Regions from separate parts of the Mus musculus genome. Here all the other regions are linked to region 2. Evidence: chromatin contacts called from public capture Hi-C and promoter capture Hi-C data. All regions are on one chromosome and are shown on one strand. Each heading gives the region's core, a stretch centred on a gene start, on an enhancer-like site or on the middle of the called end of the contact. The rest is flanking DNA. Distances are from core to core; before and after follow the strand shown. Region 1 holds the start of Ntsr1 (neurotensin receptor 1). Region 2 holds the start of Chrna4 (cholinergic receptor, nicotinic, alpha polypeptide 4). Region 3 holds the start of Rbbp8nl (RBBP8 N-terminal like).

Region 1 (4,478 bases), core at 829-3,328, 540 kb before region 2:
GCTCAATGACATGTTACTCAGAGAGGGAACCTGTTGGGAAGCATGGATTGGAAATGAAAATGTGCAATTAAAGGTTCTGCGTGAGCCTTCCTGGCTCAGAGCACAAAGAACAATCTAGAAGTATCCGGAGTCGTGGCCACTGGGGAGCCCCTGTGAGGGCCTGCACCATCTCTATGCACATCCAGGGCTTCTGGATGGTATTTTCCTAGCTGGTTTTAAGCAAATACCTTGTCATAATATGTGTGCTAAGTTGCCATTTATGATTTTTTTTAAAAAGCTTTGACGCTATCGGAAAAGAAAGCTTTGGAGACACAAGGCTGGCTTAGCCAAAAGGTCAGGACTAGAAAACTAAACATGAACTCATGCTGCCTTTGAGATGGCCTCTCCCACGTGGCTGCAGCTCCTGTTGCCAAACGGATATACTGCTGTGGTCACCGTCTAGGACCCTCCTCTGGGGAATCCCCTGATGGAGGAGGCCAGACGGCACTGTTGGTGGTTGAGTTTGGGTGAGACCAAGGACACCACAGGGGAGTGAGACATGGGATCATATATAGCCTAGTGCTACTACTTCCTAATCATGCAGGCCCTCCCCAGCCCTCCCCATGCTCATTAAGTTGGTGCACAGAATCTGTCGGAGAACAAATCTAGTCTCAAGCCCACCTTACCCGCAGTCAATGGGCAAGCAGCCACAACCCATCAGGGCAGGTTTCAAGTTCCCTTCCACAATGGAAGAAGCTGAGGCTTGCCCAAATATTAGAAGCCTGGTCAACCCCTACACCCTCAGCCTGCTGTACTGGCTTCTCTTAAGGGGACACAGTAGTTTCCTTTGGAAACCAAGTGTTTAAGCACTGCTTTTCATGTGTTAACATTCTGTGGAGGGCACCAGCTTTTGTGTGAGTAGGCACTGAAGCCTGAGGGTCGCTGGCTGCGCAGGGATCCCTGGTCTGGGTCAAAGCCTCACCCACTTCTCTCATTACCCTTTCTCTCCCCCACTCAGGACCCCTAGTTCCAGCGCAGCAGGTACAGCCAGCCAGGTCCATGCAGGGACGGCAATCCCTGAGCCTTCCTTCCCTCCTGCCCTGGGACTCTCCAGGATCCAGGGAGGAGTTTTCTGGAGGAAGAGGGCAGGAGAAAGGCTGAGAGAGCCAAGTGGGGAAATAGAGGCAAGGGCCCTGGGGCAAGCAAGATGGCAGCAAGCCTGGAAGCTCTGGCCAGGGCCCCTGCCAAAGAGGACAAGATGAAAAGACCTTTGTTCCCCGGGTCCCTGACTGGGGCAGGGTCCCCTGAGAAAAGCTGTGCTGGGCTGAGTGCACAGGCTTCAGGGTTTCCTGCAAGGACAGACGCAGCTCTGTGTCGCCCACAAACCTGCCCTTCCCCTCTGAAACGACAGGGCACCAGCTCTGAGAGTCACTGCTAGTGACCAAATCCAGGTGGCTACAGGAGGGCAGAAGGTCCCATCATACCCAAAGGCAGCTAAGACCGTGAGACTGCGTGGAGAGATGGGCTGCTCTAACTTCCTGCTCTATGCTTTCCTTCACCAGACCCTTCACAGGCTAGAGGGCCCCCCTGGGTGCTTCTGGCACCCCACAGGCACCCAGAAGGGAGGAGGTCGAGGCAGTTGTACAAAGGCCCTGACTTATCAGCAGGGTGCCGCCTCCTTCTCCGCCTTCCCCTCGAGTACACCCTCGTGTCACTAAGGGAGCTGAAGACGGCTACGGGGAGCTTTCTTTTTGGGGTGGGAGAAGTTGGGACCAACGATCGTGAAAGAAAGATCGTGCTGCCCAGGAGAGGTTGAAAGGAAAGATCCAATATCCCCTCATTCTCCCTCGCCTGGTAGGGAATTCTGCTTCCTGGGGTACTCATCCTAGCCCAGGTGGTCCCCGGGAGCGTGCAGGAGCAACCGTCAGCCAGTATCCGGGTGGGGAGGGGACAGTGGCTGTGGCGTCTCTGACTCTCCAACACCCACCCTCCTCCACTGCTGGGCGCGCCGCGCAGCCGCCAGCTCAGTGGAAGCGCGAGGAGCCCGGCAGGCTCCGGCGCAGCAGGAGGTGTGCGAAGTCGGGTGCGGGAAGAGCTCCAAGCAGAAGAGGGAGAACGAGGGTGAGCACGCTGGGCAGCCGTGCGTGCGCTCCTCTCTGCGCCACAGGCTCGCCCAACGAAGCACAAGCCAGCAGGGTCGCGGTCCTGAGGACATCGCTGCCACCCAGGAGTGCAGAGAACCAACCACAGAATCTGGAGGTCGGTAGCAGCCCCGATCTAGGCAGGCTCGGAGCCAGGGGGGGTGCCGAGGAAGAACCGGAAAGCAGATCCCAGACTCTGAAGGAGAAAGAAGAGTGGATCCCTGAGCCGGCACGTCTCGAGCCCCAGAGCTCCCAGGATCTCCTGGATAGCTGGCTTCGCCGCCGGACGGCACGCCCCCCTTAGCTTCCACACCCTCTCCTCTGAGCGCCTCCTCATCTGCCCCTGGAGGGACTTTCACCTTCAAAGGTGCAGGACAAAGCCGCATATCTGGCGCCCACCATGCACCTCAACAGCTCCGTGCAGCAGGGAGCCCCAAGTGAACCCGGTGCCCAGCCCTTCCCACATCCACAGTTCGGACTGGAGACGATGCTCCTGGCGCTCAGCTTGAGCAATGGTTCTGGCAATTCCTCAGAATCCATCCTGGAGCCCAACAGCAACCTGGACGTGAACACTGACATTTATTCCAAGGTGCTGGTGACCGCTGTATACCTGGCACTTTTTGTGGTGGGCACTGTGGGCAACTCGGTGACAGCCTTCACTCTAGCGCGGAAGAAGTCGCTGCAGAGCCTGCAGAGCACTGTGCATTACCACCTGGGTAGCCTGGCACTGTCTGACCTGCTCATCCTGCTGCTGGCCATGCCCGTGGAGCTGTACAACTTCATCTGGGTGCACCATCCCTGGGCCTTTGGGGATGCTGGCTGCCGTGGCTACTATTTCCTGCGAGATGCCTGCACCTATGCCACAGCCCTCAATGTAGCCAGCCTGAGTGTGGAGCGCTACTTGGCCATCTGCCATCCCTTCAAGGCCAAGACCCTCATGTCCCGCAGCCGCACCAAGAAATTCATCAGTGCCATATGGCTAGCCTCGGCGCTGCTGGCTGTACCCATGCTTTTCACCATGGGCCTGCAGAACCGCAGTGCCGATGGCCAGCACCCTGGTGGCCTGGTGTGCACACCCACGGTGGACACAGCCACCGTCAAGGTCGTCATCCAGGTAAGAACATCTAAAAGGGGACTCTCTGAGCTGTGGCACATTAGAGGGCACACCAGGGCAGCTGGTTTCCCGTCTGGCTGTTTCTTTCTATTGGAGCCACACAGAGACTTTTAGCAGTGTCACCTCAGAAGTCCCGGTGATTCAAGGCACCACCTGGGGAGAGACACAGCCGTGTTGCCTTGTGGAAAGAACTGTGCCTCAGAAGCACTTTATTCTTCTCCCTTGTCCCAAAGTAGGCCCCAGTGACATCATACTGAGCAACATATGGAGAGCGCTCAGCAAGGCTCCTCTTAGGAGGTTGGGAAGGGGCGGGGCATAGCCATCAACTCCTCCTCAACTTTTCACTCCCAGTTGCATGCCCCTCCCTGCTTCCTCCCCTCCTGTTGAAGGGGGCTTGAGCCCCAATCAGTGACTTCTGTTTACTGTAAGCCCGAGGATACTCTCAGGGAAGAAGGTTGCCATCAGCCATCAGGAATCCCTGACTTCCCAGGCTGAGTCCCCAAGGCCTTCTGGCTGCCTCTCCTGGACCCAAATCCAAGAGCTGGAGCTTTAATCTTGGAATTGTTCCCAGTTGAGTTACACTTTCCCTGTCTGTGAAGGGAGGTGATCAAAACATGGTCAGGAGGGCTCAGAGAGGGGTTTGCAGGCCCCCAGTCTGAAGCACTCCAGGCCCTTGCTGCTGTTAGTGCTGTTTCTGCAGAGCAATCTGAAGTGTCTTTGGTATGACGAGGTAAAGAAAAAAAGATTGGGATGATAGACTACAGTCCTCTGCGGTCTGAGCGTAGCACCAGGGGACCAGATGGGAGCCCTCCTCGGAAGTTACCAGCAGAGTAACTCAACATGGCAGAAAGCTCATCAGGAGCAGACCTTGAGGTGGGAAGGGGGCATCCACAGGGGCAGCCAGAGCAGAAGTGACATTTTAAGCCAGGCATGGTTGATTGTGCCAATACTCCAGAGGCTGAGGCAGGAGGATTACAAGTTTGAGGCAAGCTGGAAAGTAAGAACAACAACCAGGAAGGAGGCGGGGGGGGGGGGGGAGGGCAGGGGGAAGGAAGTTTAGAATAATTTCTTGGCTGTAGATCCTGGGCAACTGTAGAAATACAGGGAGGGTTCTCTTTCACCACAGGGTGGTCAAGAAAAGCAGCAAATGAGAGGATCTGGCTGAGGGCTCCTGCCATGTTAGAGGGTCCTCCAGGGAAGCTGGCTGTGCCATCTGTCTGTTTCTTTCTTCACCAAGCCATCTA
Region 2 (4,856 bases), core at 233-2,732:
TGCTGCCTTGTCGTCGTCGTCCCCCCCCCCCCCCCGCACCTCCACTCCTCCCCTCAAGGAAGCCTTTCCAGGGCCCCAAGAATGAATGGATCAGGCCCTCCTGCACTCCACCAGGAAAACAAGACAACTGACATAGTGAACACTGAATTAATGGGGTAGAGCTCCCCTGCAGACAATCACTTTGGATGGAAGTGCCCTATCTCCAGTGACCGGCAGAGACAAAGGATGTAAAGGGACAGCAGGGGTTGGGGGGTGGGGCTGGGTGGCAGAAGGTGTATGGGGCAGCTAGGATGGGTGGTGGTGGTGAATGAAAGAGGACTGTGCACCACATCTCATGGCTGCAGGAGCTTGAGCCTCTGTCCACAGGAGTGGTCCTGCTGCCTGGGCTTCTAGGGTACAGCCTGACAATGAACGCAGAGCCTCGGGGCTGCCAGGACCTTGTGTTCATAGACGGATATAAGATTCCATGGATAAGCGCCACACTGCTTCATGAAGAGGGTGCCCCCTCATTCCACCAGCCAGCAGCCCATCTGTGTCCTCTCCATTGGCCCCCTACGTGGCTAGGGGGCCTCCCTACCTCCATTTGCTGGGTTGCTGCATCAAAAGAGGGGGTTGGGAAGAAAGAGGGGAGCCTCTGCTGTCTACTGGCTCTTGCTCACCTGAGAGACATGGGAACTCCTTAGGAGAGGACTCCTAGAGTCCCCCCCCCCCCAGCCTCCCCACCTCAACCTCATTCTTCCTGGTGTCTTGAACCGACCAGTAAGGCATAACCCCTCTGCTCAGTGGGAAGGCCAGGATTAAATAACTGCAGGAAGCCCCATCACGGGTTAGAGTGAAAGGTGTCCGCTCAGAGGAAGAGAGGTGGAGGAAGCCTGGGGGAGCAGAAAGGGTAGGGTGGAACTCCGGGGGGTGGTAGGGGTAGATCCCTGAAAACAGGGACAGACATGGGGGCGGTCTGAAGGCGAGATTTGGCTGGATGGAACCTCCCTCCTAGGTGGACTCCACCTCTATCCTACTTGGAGGTTCTGATTCCAGCTCCGAAATGCAGTCAGACCACCCCCCCCCCCGCCTTTACTCAAACCCCCTCTCCCAGCACTTGGAGGCTGATTCCTTCCTCTCTGGCTCAGCTAGCACTGCAGGACATCGAAGCTGTAGTGGGTGGAGGAGTCTCTGTGGCTATCCCGTTGCTCGCACCCGCGGCTTGGAACCGCAGCCCCGGGCCTCCTCTCCCCTAGCCCCGGAGTCCTAGGTGCCAGGACCCGGGAGAAAAAGGCCCGTTTCGCGTTTCGAAACTTACCAGGCAAGAGGCCGGTCCCTAAGAGCAGCAGGAGCGGCAGGAGCAGCAGCGGCGGCGGCGCCCCGGAGCCCCCGATCTCCATGGCTCACAGAACGGGCTCTAGACGAGGGCGGCTCCCGGCAGTACCGCGCCTCCGCTCCGAGACCCGCGCGCACCCAACTTCATGCCCCGTGTCGCGGCCGCTCGTCCCCAAACCGGGCTCCGCAGCTCGTCCCGCGGGGTGCGGCGGCGGGGCGGGAGCTCGAGGTTGTGGGCTCCGCGGCGCGGCCCCGCCCGGACCTGCAGCCTCCAGCCGCCGGCGAGAGGGGAGGAGGGGGAGGGACTGAAGGGAGGAGGGAGAGAGCGGGAGGAGGGGGCGGACCGGGCCCCGAGGGTATGTGGAGGCCGTGCTCTGCCCCTTGTGGGGGTAAAGTTTCCTTGTCCTCCTGAGGCTCCCGACATGCCGGGAGGGGCTGGGGACTCCGTGGTCATTCCAGTCATCTCGGCGCCTTTTGGAAATGAGCCCCTAACCCTGGTCTCCAGCCCTAACCCTGCCGGCAGCGTGAAGACTGCGGGTGCGCATTCAGGGACTGTGCGCGCGAGGAGGGCGCCCTGTTGGGCACTGGCTAACTCCATCACTTCACCCCTCCTTGGCGTGACTGTTTGCATTTTAGAAATAACAAGTCTCCTTCCTTAGCCCAACCCTGAGAGGAAAGAACCCACTCCCCATCAGCCTTCCGCCCTCCTCCTGCACCGCAAGTCCAAGAATCATCCTGTGACGCCCAGGCCCCGTGTCACCTTTTTAGTGAGAAGAACCTGGTATCCAGACCTTCGCAGGGCCAGCTAGGGACCAAGGTCCATCTTTGTCCTTTTTAAGCGTGCAGATTCTCTGCCCCTGCCTTCTCGGTAAACTGTCAGCATGAAAGCAGTTCCCTACCCCAGCTCTGTGGGCAGCGAGCTACTGGCCAGAGAGGAGAGGTGCTTGGAGACAAGCTGTAGGGTGCTAGGGATGGTCCTGAGGGATGCCACTAAGGAGAAGGTGCTCGAGTACTTTGGTTCCTAGAGTGCTTTGGTGGCACGCGGGGGGGCGGGGGGGAGGCTGGGGGGGAGGTGCGAGAGGGAGGGGGCATCTAAGCAGCAGGTGATGGAAGGAGAGACAACGGGTTCCCAAGAAGAAAGAAACCCTGTCCAACACCAAAAGCCAGATCCCAACCATGCCTTGTCCCAGAGACTCTGCCGTTGACTCCAAGCCCCAAGATGGAGACAATCCTGAAGTTGAAGGCAAGAAAGTGCTGTCCCTGTCCCTATAGCACATACCTCTCTGTTCCCAGACATGGTGGCTCTGAGGTTGACTGTCCCTTTGACCTTCCGTACCGACCCCCCAACCCCAACAGTACAGGGCTCCCATGCCTACCCTCCTCTTTCCCATCTCCCTACCTTGCTCCACCCCCCTCCTCTGTATGCCCCTCCAACAGTAGTGTACCTAGCTCTCTTGCCTGCTGGCCTACAGTGAATACATATGTCACATACCTGCTCTGGAACCTTCAGACTCCTCCAGGTCACAGGAGCCATCTGCCTACGCTCTGTAAGCAAAGCCTACAATAGGACTTCTCAAATACTCTCCTCCAGGGCAGATCACCTTCGCAGTGGCCATTGTTCTCCTCCTGTGCCCTCCTAGATGCTGGCCCAAACACTGAGGGTGTGTTGGTATGCCAGACTCCCACAGTACCCTCAAAGGCTAATTCTTTTACCTATGCCTTCCCAGGTGGGTGCAAGAAGATTTAAGCAACTTGCTCATGATCACACATTCAGTAGTGGGATCCTAAAACAGGCTATCGAGCTTTAGAGTAGGCACCCTGACCTCATGCGAAGAATGTTCTTTGGGTAGCCGTTCCCTTTCTGCCTGGAGACTTTCCAGGAGCCAAGGGAAAGCTTGGCTTTCTCAGTAGACCTCTGCTCTTTCCACGCTCACCACTAGGGCTAGTCCCCCCGATTAGCTTGTCCTCATCCACCTCTGTCCCCCAAAGAGTCAGACCATGGCTCCACGCTTCATGTATGTGTTAGTCCATTCCTGCACTAGCCAGGTATTCCTAAGCACACTTGTAGGCTTGGATGAACAAATCAGCCTGTGGCTGAGCACTGCCTGTGGGGCAGAAAGCAAGCCTGTGTAAGGCTTAGCATGGTGGACCCCGAGGGATCTGGGGAGAGCAGTGAGGCCAACAGGTCCCACATGGGAAAACTGCAGCTGGACCTGGGTCTACAGCCATCTTGATGTGACACCTCTGCTTCATATTAGCACAGAGCAAGGACAGTGTACACAGTCAGCTCTATCTTCTATTAATACCAGAAGCCAAGGATAGATGCAGAGTGGTGTGTGCCTATAATTCCAGTACTCAGAGACAGAAGGACTGCCACAGGTTCAAAGTAAGGCTGGGTTACATAGTGAGTTTGAGGTCAGCCTGGACTACACAGTGTTAGATCCTCTTAAATATATAGAAGTGGCCAACCATGATCCAGGTCCCTTGGCGTTTCTTCCAGCTTCCCTGGAACTCTGGTTAGGTGCTGTCATTCAGATATGGCTGTGGAGAAAGGTACTCAGACTAAGGCTTCTCACCACCTGAGTGATATCTATTTCTTAGTTCGGGGATGAGGGTCCTGACTCCTGCCCCATGCAAATCAAAACCTCCTTCTGGGTAAAGCCGCTTTGCTTTCTCCATCCTGAGTCTTTCCCACAGTTTCAGAGGGAGTCAGAGATTGGGAAAGGGGTGGTGAGCTGGGTGAGCCCGCGGAGGCTTCCAAAAGTATAGATGCTGGGGAGTCCACTTGTACCTGGGGATGTTAGTGTACAGGGTTTGGCCCCCGCTATCTGAGTCTGTTGGTGTAACTGCAGATCTGTGATTTCCTTCAGCCCTTTCCAGACAACTCAGATGTAGGAATCTTCAGACCAAATCTGAATCAGACCCTGGCTTCTGACTGAGTCAGGAGGAACTCAGAGTTTCTTGGGGGCAGCTCAGCTCTGTTGCCTGTTTATCTTCACAGCTTCTAGAGACAGGCTTTGTGCCCAGCCTTCCAGGTTGAGCAGTCTGGGACAGTGGCTCGCACCAGCGGGCAGTCTCTCTCGGGCAGTCTCTCGTTGAGCAAAAGGCCAGGTGGGGGGTCGGCTCCACCCTCAGGGCATTGCTGACACAGCCCTGTGCACCACGTGCACTGGCTCACACACATCTGCCTGGCTGGTTGACTTTCCCTGCGGATTTGCTAATGCAGCAGATTAATCAGTCTCACTCATTAATTTGTAGGCCCCCTCCTGCCCCACCTGCTGACTAGAAACCACTGCTGGGGACCCTGGGAATCCTGGAGCCAAGTGAAGCTCTTACTGAGGGCACTAGGCAAGAAAAGCCCAATTTACAAGTCTATAGACTACCCCAGAAGAAGGTTAGGGTGACCCTGAGGCCAGAGTCTCCTGAGGGTGGGGGTAGAACAAACCCTGAACATGCCTCCCTCCCTGGCTCTGTCACTTCTCTTCCAGGATCCTGCTGCCCAACTGGACAGGTAGTTCAAAAGATACAGGCCTGTGAGGGAA
Region 3 (4,206 bases), core at 11-2,510, 750 kb before region 2:
AGAAGGAGCCTGGTATGTAGCGGGAGCTTCCATGTGTGCTCCAGAGAGGGCTGGGCAGGGAACACAGTGCTTCTAACCCATGTGTTCCCACATCTCATCATGGTCACCCATAGAAGCTCCTATTTGATAGAGACTTGAGATCAGAAATGTTATATATCTACAATCACCAGCTCACACGAGATATGGCCTAGACACAAAAAGACCTCCTAGCAACCGCTTTGGTCAGTCGGGTGGTGGGCTTTATCGAGAGACGCTTTCTTGGTGGCTTTGGATCTCTCTGATACATAGGCCCCGATAGACAGGCAGCCACCACAGACAGAACAACGCTTTCAGTTTGAGAAACCCACATCTGAGTCCATGCCCAAAGTAAACGCCTTTGCACAAGTTCAGCCCATCCCCCCGCCACGCACACCCCTTGCACGGGGTTAAGGATGGCTGTGTACACACAGGCAGGTGGGCACGAACATTTGCACGCCCCATGCTTGTGCGCACACTGCCTACCAGGGCACAAGTAAAAAAATAAGGCAGCTTAGGTAACAGGTCAGGTAACAGAGGGCCCTGCAACCTGACTCCCGCCTTCCAGGCCTGGGGGCGGGGGACGGAATAGGCTAGTGATTGATCTTACTGTCTCCCAATGCCTGCTGAAGTACTTAGAGCCACTGCCTCAATCTTAGGGCCTGACAATGTCCCCAGGCATGCTCTGAGCTATGGGTGGCTGGACCTGGCTTTGTGCTCCTTTCTTTTCCGTGGCTGCAAAGTCTCTGGACCCACAAGGAAGGGGACAGTGAGTGATCCAAGACACAGTGCTGGCCACCAGCCTATTTCTAGGTCCTGGAACCCCTTGCAGAGATGGGGGCCACAGTGTCATACCTGGCTTTGCTTTTGCTGCACCCAAATTGCTGCCCAGGAAATCCTTGAGTCTTCCTCCTCCTTGCTTGGTCCCCAGGACCAGGCATCAGGTAGTCCTCCATACCACACACAGTGAAGGCAGGCCAGCCTGCCTGTCCCTGCCTCCCGCCTCCCAGGCTTTCTGCTTCCTGTCTCCGGCCTCCTGCTATGAAGCCTGAGCTGGGTCTCTAGCCCCCTTGGTGAGCACCCCAACGACTCCAGTCCACCCGGCTCCTGGAAGGGCCCTGTCTGCTGTAATCGTGTACTCACATGGCCACTTGGCCAGCCTTGGACCTCCAGGGGCCTCGGTCCTCAGTGATCCCCACCCGGGAGAGATAGGAGCGAGCAGTATGAACTTGCAAGACAGAATTTTGACCAAACCCGCCTGACAGGTTTCCGATTCTCCCAGCCGGGAGCTGCAAGGAGGCAGGGACTGACTAAAGCCGCCAGACTGGTCTGGCCATCTCTGGGAGAGTGGAAGAACCGGCTGGCCATGTGCATAGAGCTGAATTGTTTCTCCCTAATCCGAGCCGCCTGGGTGCCTCAGCTTGACCATCTCCGCAGCATCCTGTGTGACTCTGGACAGGAGTACTGGCCAGCCCAGAGCACAGGCAGGCTGTGTGGGCCTTTATGAAGGAAGGGGAGATGCTGTTGGCCTTGCCACTCGGGAGTCAGATGTTTAGAGGACCCTTATGCTATCTACATCCAGCTTGCCTTGGGTTGACCTTGAGCAGGTGAAGTTTTCCTGTCTAACCTTTATATTTTTAGTCTGCGGCCAGAATGACATTGGATAGATAGAGTTCAATAGTCCTGACTTTGTGGATTAAACAAACAAAACAAAACAAAACAAAACAAAACAAAACAAAACAAAACAAAACACCCAGGGTGTGAGCCTCTGGAGACTACTATTTAGAGACATCACTGGGTCTGGGGCTCTGCAGTACCCATTGTGGCCTTCCTGAGACAGACAGCTGGCTTCTGCTCATTGGTAGAGGTGGTTAGGGGCTAAGCCTCAGGTTGTGGGTATCACAGTGGATGGGCATCTCTGGATTTCAGGATGACCCTGATGAGTAGAACCATGGCGTGACACATAGGGCAGGGGCTGGCTTGGACAGTGACATTGTGGCTGCACTCCTGCAGGAAACAGAGTCCTCTGAGGCTATGGATGCCCTGCCCCCTTCTCTCTCTCGCTCACGTGCCTTTCAACATCTCTTACTCCAGCTTGCCTGACTCTGCCCAGAAGCAAGCAGGCTCCCTCGCTCACACACGGAGCCACAGAAGGTAGGTAATGAGGGTCTGTAGAGCAACCACGTTGACTAGGAGAGGAGGAAGTCTTGGGTCTTGAAGGATAGAAGACTTCCTGCTGCTGGCAGCTGGCCCTGAGCTTAGGGTGAGAATGGATGGTCTTAGGTAAGGATGACTGTCTAGGCTCCAGGAAGAGGAAGATTTTAGGCTATAGAGCACTAGAGACACATTGCATATTCTTTACCTTCTGTCTGGACCTTTGTGAGAGGTGTCTGCCTGCTCAGCACGTGTGTATCTGTTCGTTGCATGGGCTCCACAGGAGGGAGAGGGCATGTTCCCTGTGGGCTCAGCCTGAGAGAAAGGGGACTTGTGTGCAAGTAGACAGAGGCTTTGCCTGTTTTTGGCTAATGTCTGAAGTGCACCCCCCCCTCCCCCAATATGTTGACTTCTTAACACCGAGGCTGTAGTACTTGGGGACTTGGGTGGCAATCGGGACATAAAGGACAGAGCCCCATGAATAGCACCAGTGCTCTTACAGAGAGCAGAGAGCTCTGCCCCACTTTGCCAGGTGACACAGACAGAAGGTTGTCATCAGATCTGCTTTTGGACTTTCTTCATCCAAGACCACGAGAGGTATACCTTTGTCTTCTGTCGGCCCTAGCCTAAGACATTGTGCAGCAGCCCCTGGCTCAGCCAGGTCTGGTGCACAAGTCTTGGCATTTGAAAGCAGCTGGCTGTAGTTCCTCAGCTCGTGACTGTTCGATAGGTGCTATGTTGTGCTATGTGTATGGACTTTTTCTGATGTGTGTGGCAGGGTCTACAGGCTAGAGGCTTTGTGTATCTGTCTAGGGGACTGTACATACATTCCTGGGGGCTGTGCGTGCATGCCTAGAGGTTGAATGTGCATGTCTAGAGGCTGTGTATGCATGCCTTGGGACTGTGTGTGCGCATGCCTGGGGATGTGTGTACATGCCCTGGTGTGTGTACACAGGTCTGGTGAATTCTCTGTGGGGAGGAAAAGCCACATGCTTCATGCCAGCAGTGTAGGCTTATCTCTCGACCAGAGCTGAAGTTTGGACCCTGCAATTCTGTCCCGTTTCCTTGGTCCCCAGGTCCTGCCCCAGCCAGTTGAATCCTAGCTCTTCTGTGACTTGGGTCACAATCTCTCCGGGCCAGGGACTTGTCTGCACAGTATGCTTTGTAGGCAGCTCAGAAGGAACCCTGAGGTGAGGTTGCAGCTAAAGCTTTTGCCAGGGTCTACCTCAGTAGGCACTCAGCTGTGAGACCCTGCTTGGGGCTTGATGGATAAACAGGGAAGTGGTGTTAACCAGTGTTAACCTGTCAGTAACTTAACAGAGACTGCTTTCTCAGAGGTCAGTTCACACACACTGGCTCTGCAGCCCAGCAGCCAGACTGATGTCCTGGCAGCTGTATTTATTTATAACCAATTGCAACTGGGCTGGCCAGGGAATAAACAACGGAGCCAAGCTCTGAAATGGAAAACTCCTCGCTGATCCAGAGGCTGGGTTCTGATGTCCATGCCTCTGCTCCACGTGAGATGGCGCAGACTAGGTGGTAGAGAACAGGATTTCCTCAGACAAGCAGCCCAGGAACTGGCTTCTTGGGTGATGGGACTGTCAGGTTCTTGGTTGTGGTTGTGGGTGGACTCATCTGGGCATATTCATCCTGTAATTAAACACTATTGGCTTAGTTTAATACAACTGGACTTTAATGGCTGAATTTTCTTTTTCTTTTCTTTTTTTTTTTTTTTTTTTAATTGTGTTGGGGGTAGAACCCAGGGCCTTATACATGCTGGTCTGTGGTTCTGCATCCTCTGTTTTCTTCCTCTCAGCATGTCCAAATGCAGCACACTGGGCTGGAAGGATGAAGTGGAGTCTGGGCCAGGCAGGATCCTGGTCTGGCTGGGAGTGAGGTGGTGGGTCAGATGGAGGGGTGTGTGTGTGTGTGGGATGGGGGATAGGGGTGGTAGGGGTAGAGGGTGGGAAGTAGGGGGTGGGAGTAGGGGGTGGTGTGGTGGGGGGGTAGGGGGTAGTAGGTGGGGGTAGAGGGTGG

Evidence for each region. Promoter capture Hi-C pulls out the DNA fragments that hold promoters and counts their contacts. Capture Hi-C pulls out chosen DNA fragments and counts their contacts.
Region 1: a contact with region 2 is called in a promoter capture Hi-C map of stem cell-derived epiblast-like cells, with 3 times the contacts expected there. The contact joins the promoter of Ntsr1 here to the promoter of Chrna4 in region 2. A contact is called at or near these places in 2 of 39 promoter capture datasets (liver and stem cell-derived epiblast-like cells), 1 of 115 datasets of contacts at active chromatin or transcription factors (embryonic stem cells) and 1 of 9 other capture datasets (embryonic stem cells).
Region 3: a contact with region 2 is called in a capture Hi-C map of embryonic stem cells, with 2.6 times the contacts expected there. The contact joins the promoter of Rbbp8nl here to the promoter of Chrna4 in region 2. A contact is called at or near these places in 9 of 39 promoter capture datasets (the 3T3-L1 cell line, 3T3-L1-derived adipocytes, the HPC-7 cell line and 5 more) and 1 of 9 other capture datasets (embryonic stem cells).

What each region holds. Positions count from the first base shown.
Region 1 is chr2:180,497,898-180,502,375 of GRCm38.p6, forward strand. Ntsr1 (neurotensin receptor 1) reads left to right here and starts at 2,079. Exons shown (of 4, transcript NM_018766.2): 1 at 2,079-3,234. The coding sequence starts at 2,521.
Region 2 is chr2:181,037,695-181,042,550 of GRCm38.p6, forward strand. Chrna4 (cholinergic receptor, nicotinic, alpha polypeptide 4) reads right to left here and starts at 1,483. Exons shown (of 6, transcript NM_015730.5): 1 at 1,298-1,483. The coding sequence starts at 1,379.
Region 3 is chr2:180,288,619-180,292,824 of GRCm38.p6, forward strand. Rbbp8nl (RBBP8 N-terminal like) reads right to left here and starts at 1,261. Exons shown (of 13, transcript NM_173031.3): 1 at 1,159-1,261. It overlaps Gm29943 (a long non-coding RNA gene), which reads left to right and starts at 2,077. Exons shown (of 3, transcript XR_867153.1): 1 at 2,077-2,169.